2 separate regions of the Mus musculus genome follow, and region 1 is linked to region 2. A link is a contact called in public promoter capture Hi-C data. All regions are on one chromosome and are shown on one strand. The core of a region is the stretch at or near the end of the contact, and the rest is flanking DNA. Distances in the headings are between cores, read along the strand shown.

The links. Promoter capture Hi-C pulls out the DNA fragments that hold promoters and counts their contacts.
Region 1: a contact with region 2 is called in a promoter capture Hi-C map of stem cell-derived epiblast-like cells, with 2.2 times the contacts expected there. The contact joins the enhancer-like site here to the promoter of Lrrc10b in region 2. A contact is called at or near these places in 24 of 39 promoter capture datasets (the 3T3-L1 cell line, 3T3-L1-derived adipocytes, the C10 cell line and 13 more), 7 of 15 datasets of contacts at CTCF or cohesin (CD8 T cells, the NIH/3T3 cell line, embryonic stem cells and 3 more), 94 of 484 Hi-C or Micro-C datasets (the 4T1 cell line, 8-cell embryo, B cells and 55 more), 15 of 115 datasets of contacts at active chromatin or transcription factors (the HPC-7 cell line, astrocytes, embryonic fibroblasts and 10 more) and 5 of 9 other capture datasets (adipose tissue, embryonic stem cells, embryonic trunk and 2 more).

Annotation. Positions count from the first base shown.
Region 1 is chr19:10,501,407-10,504,106 of GRCm38.p6, forward strand. It overlaps Sdhaf2 (succinate dehydrogenase complex assembly factor 2), which reads right to left. Exons shown (of 4, transcript NM_025333.4): 4 at 1-1,723. The coding sequence ends at 1,593. Among named protein-coding and RNA genes, the nearest start is that of Ppp1r32, 20 kb to the left of the region's middle. Within about 2 kb of position 1,270, at least 26 of the 459 cell types and tissues checked have an H3K27ac peak or open chromatin away from gene starts, as enhancers often do. A contact at or near this core is called in B cells, bone marrow-derived macrophages, embryonic cerebral cortex and 5 more, where this site is marked.
Region 2 is chr19:10,456,003-10,458,702 of GRCm38.p6, forward strand. It overlaps Lrrc10b (leucine rich repeat containing 10B), which reads right to left and starts at 1,445. Exons shown (of 1, transcript NM_001111140.2): 1 at 1-1,445. The coding sequence starts at 1,313. The coding sequence ends at 435.

The sequences.
Region 1 (2,700 bases), core at 20-2,519, 45 kb after region 2:
GCTACACTGTACACCATGCTACCCTGCATCTTCTTACCAGAGCTACAGTGGGGCCTGGGGGATTCTGGGTGGATCCTCACTTTGGGAAGTAGCTAGTGGCCTCCTACCTACCACAGAGCAATACAGAGCTGTCTCAGAACTGTCATTCTTGCCTTCAATTGTCCAGTGACGGTTGCTACCGTGTTGTCTAGCAGAACGTTCATGAGCTTTGGATGTAGATCAAACAATAATATATTCCAGCTTTCGTCTTTTTATTAACCTTTTTATGATTTTTAAAAAATATTCGTTGGTGTTTCACCTGCATCTGTGTCAGATCCTCTTGAAACTAGAGTTACAGACAGTTGTGAGCTGCTTTGTGGGTGCTAGGGACTGAATCAGGTCCTCTAGAAGAACAGCCAGCCAGTGCTCTTAACCGCTGAGCCATCTCTCCAGCCCCAAATCCTGGCTTTTTGATCATGGATGCATTGCTGACTCCTTCCAAGGCAATCTCTTGTCCTTAAGTAGGCCCAATGCTATTTGTCTGTGGGAGCGTTGTGAGGTAACTGATGCTGATTCCCGCTTCCCTCCCTGGCCAGGGAACTTTTTCCTATAGCTCTTGTAGTTACCCACCCAGGCTTCTCAGTTCTGGCCTGCTTTCTCTAGCCAACACTCACATACCGGCCAGAGTGACTGCCTCTTTGCAGCTGAGGGCAGAGCTCCTGCAGAAAGGATGCCTTCAGGACTGCACAGCTCTCCTAGCTACTGCATTCTAACCGTGTGGTCCAGGCTGGCCTCAAATTCTTAGTGATGTTCCTACCTCAGTTCTCCAAGGGCTAGGATCATAGGTGTGACCTATCACACGCAGTTAAAATGTTACTTCTTATGTGTCACTGTTATTTGGTCAACTAAAATAATTTGAAAGGCTGTCAGAATGAGGAGAAAGTTTGCCTCAATGCCACAAAGTCAGAAAACTTATGACTATAATTTTGTAAAACACCATTATAAGCATGACTATAGGTTGCATAGAAACAGACAAAAATGAAGATAATTGTGAGGGTTAGAGAACTGTCAATTTTCTTCTCTTAATATTCTTCAATATTCAACTATCTTTCAGTTTAAAACATGTATGTTGTGAAAATTTGATGAAGATGTTGACTTAGTAAGCCCACAATATTCCTGCTTTGGTGCCTCATTCAGCTTGCTGTGCCTTTGATGGCTCAGTTCAGGGGCTTGGACCGACATTCCTTAGCAAAGGACTTATCACGCTGGAAGGGAGCAGTTTTATCTTAACAAAGCCCAGGGTCACTGGATAGACGATAGGGTCAGCTCTTCCTTCAGCAGCAGTGTCTTTTGTACTGTTGGGGCTGAGGCAGCAGAATCACTTCCCCTATAGTGCCCTCTTGTGGCAGACCTGCAGCACAGCACTTAGCAGCCAGGTAAGGGGTCTGACCTGTGCTGTACAGACGAGCACAGGTTAGAATGAGTCAGCTAACATATTACATGTCTTTCCTGGGAGAGATTCAAGAGTCTAAGGAGAAGCAGGAGGCCAAGGTCAGTGCCAGAAGCAGTTTCTATCCATATACTGACCACCATGACAGGCAGTGGTACCCAGCTTAATGAGGCTTTTCAAAGAGATACTCCAGATCTGGGGCACGCAGTCTCTGCTCCTTGTTTTTGTTTTTGGCGAATTCTCTCAGCAATTCCATGACTTCATTTTCAAATATTTCTGGGGCTGGTTTTGCTTCTGCAACAGAAGGGTGCACAGAAAGAATTGTGCATAGTCAGTGTTCATGTAAAAGATGTGGCGCTAAGAGGCTGCAGACAGTGCACATGTCTATGGGGTTTCAGCACTTTTAAGGCTAAAGCAGGAAGATTACTACAAGTTCAAGACCACCTTGGCCCAAAAGAGTTCCAGGCCAGCCTGGGCAAGAGTAAAACCCTATCTTAAAAAACAAAAAAACAAAACTGGGTCTGGAGAGATGGCTCAGCTATTATGAGTACTTGTTGCTCCTGAAGGGGGCCAGAGATCTCTTCTAGCGCTTATATCAGGTTACTCACAATTACCTTTAACTCCAATTCCAGGAGATACCATGCCCTTTTCTGGCCACCCACAGGCACCCACACACATATACCAATAAAAATAAAAAGTAAACTTTAAGAGCCAGTTCAAAGGCTCAATGGTTAGACTCTTGCCACCATGATTGATAACCTGAGTTTAATCCCTGAATCCATGTAGTAGAAAGAACCACTTCCCTCCCACAAGCAATCCTCTGAACACACAAACACTCTTGTACAATATAAAAATAAGTTTTTAAAGAAAAAGTAAATCTTTTTTTTTTTTTTTAATCTAAAAGCAAGCAAAAAACAAAAACCAAGCTGAAACTCTGGCAATGTCCAAGAACCACAGATGGATAAACTGCCCATGGGCCATTTCTGTCCTTCCTCCAAACACTCTAGGCTATACCAGGGTTGGCTAACCGCGGCCACACTTGTAAACAGCTTTGCTAGTGCGCTGCTCTCACTGGCTTGCATTAGGATCCAGGCTCCTTTGTACTACAGTGGCAGAGCTGAGGAATCACAACAGAGCTCACATGGCCTTAAGGTTAAACTATTTACTATCTGGTCCATAAGGAACAAATCTGGTGACCTTTGGCTTGTGCAATCCTGGCTGTCCTGTTTGGCTTTGCATTTGGCCTCAGTTGTCTTCTTATACGCTGAGTA
Region 2 (2,700 bases), core at 195-2,694:
ACACACACACACACACACACACACACACACACATGGAGAGTTTGCCCCATACAGTCTCCTAGGGTAGGCCTAGGCGATCCAAACCCCAAGTGAAAGTTATAGATGCCCTGACATCCAGAGTCAGAGTAGGGATGATTCTACGGATAAGTGATGGCCCTGGTTCCAGGTGAGAACCGGTTCATCTGTCGTGCCATCAGTGGCTCTATCCCAGACTTCTTGGTCTGAAAACTGCCCAGAGGTCAGCCCAGGGACTCTTTCTTACTGCCTAGTACTGTCTGAAGATGGCCTCAGGCCTGCCTGTGCCGGGCAGCTCATTCAATGATGCTCCTTCACTGCCCCAAGTAAGAGGCCCAGCAACACCGTATATCCAAACAACCACAACCTCGCAGAGTCCCTTCTTCCAGAGTAGCCAACCCATCACTCAGGGAAGAGGCTCAGGTGCCCAATCCTGGAGGAGCTTCCAAGGCTCGGAGGCTGTCCCTGGTGGGCCCCAGAGCCCTGGGTCCTGCGCCTCCTATGAGTAGGTCTTCTTCCTCCTCATCATCAAAGGCCCGGGTTGGACGCCGGGCTGGCTGCCGCGGAATGGGTTCGTCGCGCTCAGCCATGCGCTCGACGGCTCCCTCGCCCACTAGGAAAACGGTGTCTGCCACCCGCGGGGGTCCAGTGACTGGGTTGTGGTCGTAGGAGAAAACTCGGAGCGCACGAAGCGGGTGCAGGTCGGGGAAGCCGCCCAGGCGGTTGCGGTCGAGGTCTAGGATGTGCAGCCGGCCCATGCGCAACAGCGCGGGCGGGAACTCTTCGAAGCGATTGCCGTAGAGCCAGAGGCCACGCAAGCCGGTCATGCGCGGCAGCTCGGCGGGCAGCGCGCGCAGCCGGTTGTCGCCCATCTGCAGCGATTGCAGCGCCACCAGGCGCAACAACGGCCGCGGAAAGCGCCGCAGGAAGTTGCCTTCGATCCAGAGGCAGCGCAGGCTCTGCAGCTGCGCAAAGTCGGGTGGCAGCGCCAGCAGACGGTTGCCGCCCAGGTAGAGGCGCGTGAGGCGCGGTAGGCGACACAGGCCGTCGGGCAGGCGCTCCAGCTTGTTGAAGTCGAGCGCCAGGATGCGCAGCTCGCGCAGCTCCTCGATCTCCTCGGGAAGCTCGCGCAGCCCGGTGCCGCTCACATACAGCTTCTGCAAGCGGCTCAATGCGCACACGGCGCTAGGCAGCCGCCGCAACCGCCGCCCGCTCAGCTCCAGCTGCTGCTCGCCGCTGCGCAGCTGCTCCTCGGCGTCCGACGGCAGCTCGTCCGGCGTGGACTCTGCGATGCCCATGGTCACGGGCCCCGGCCCGGGACGCCGCTGCCACCACCCGGCATCGCCACGCCCTGGCCGCCCCGACGGGGCCCGGGCCGCTCCGGCCTCGGGGGCCCCCCGCCCCGGCCTGCCTGTGTGCCGGGAGGGGGGCCGTGCCGAGCCGAGAGGAGGCGCCCGCCTGGGCCCCGCCGCCCCGCACCGCGTTCGGCCACCCGCCCTTCGGCCTCCCCCGCTGCCTCCGCCGGAGGCCGACTGGCTGGAGTTCGAGCTGACTTGCAGCTTAGCGACCCGTCGCCCTGGCAACCCCCGACGCGCGTGCGGCTGCCAATAGGCAAAGGGAGGGCGGGGTGGGGCGGGGCCAAGGAGGACCGTGAGAAGGGTCCTGAAGCTGAAGCTGGTCCCTGGATAGCTAGCCTATCCGTGAGCCAGCCTGAGCCCAGGCGGCGGCTGAGCGCAAACCCGGCACAGGGCTAGTTAGCGCTGAGCCCCGACGTCCGACGCTGTCTAAACTTGCCGCAGCAGGCCATTTGGTTGGTGTAGCTGTGTGTGCTTCAGGGAAAATGGGTCCAGAAGGAAGAAACCTGGGACTGAAAAAAGGGAGGAGGGATACTGGAGTAGTACCTGAAGGCGAAGTCACTTACTTTACCCCTCCACCCCCGACGTCCAGCGGCGTGCGGCCAGTCTCCCAGTTGGGGTCACTTCAGGATAGTAACTCGGAACAATGTTATGTTCTGGTCTTTTTTAGATCTGAGGATTTGTGGGACTATGCTTGGCTCCGCCCTCCCCGGATTCCGCCCATTGCTGGTGCTCTAGCACCCGCTCATACCCAAGCCCCTCCGAGAACACCCAAGGTCTATGTGTGGCCATGGTGGGCAGAGGACTGGGACAAGCGCCTACCTTTGAGTGGCACCGACAACAATCATCTTGGTTCTATGACTCGGCTGCTCTCACTAGCCTCCTCCCTTTTCTCTCTGCCAGAGCTCCACGTGTCTGTCACTTTGCCAAAAGCTACTTCCCATACTTTAAAAAAGAGGCATTGAGCAAGGCTCAAAGACATTAAGCTTTGGTTGACCAGAAAAGCTGGCGTTTGAAGCCAGGCAGTGTGACTCAAGAACCCAACTCCTAAGCATACACCTTCCCAGTAAAAGAAAACACAGCATTCCACCCACCCCTCCAGCGAGTTTTTCCTCAACAGAGTCTCTGACTCACAATGCAAAAACTAAGAAAGGAATTATTAATCCCACAGAAATGAGGAGGAAAGCGGCCTCCTGAGATTAGAAAAACCTGCTTGAGGGTTATACAAGGGACAAGAGGTTGTACCGTGAGCGCTCAGTCAACAGACCACTTTCTCCTCCCTGCCCCACTCCCACCTTCTCTAGGACCTAGCTGTCAGAACTTAGTGTCC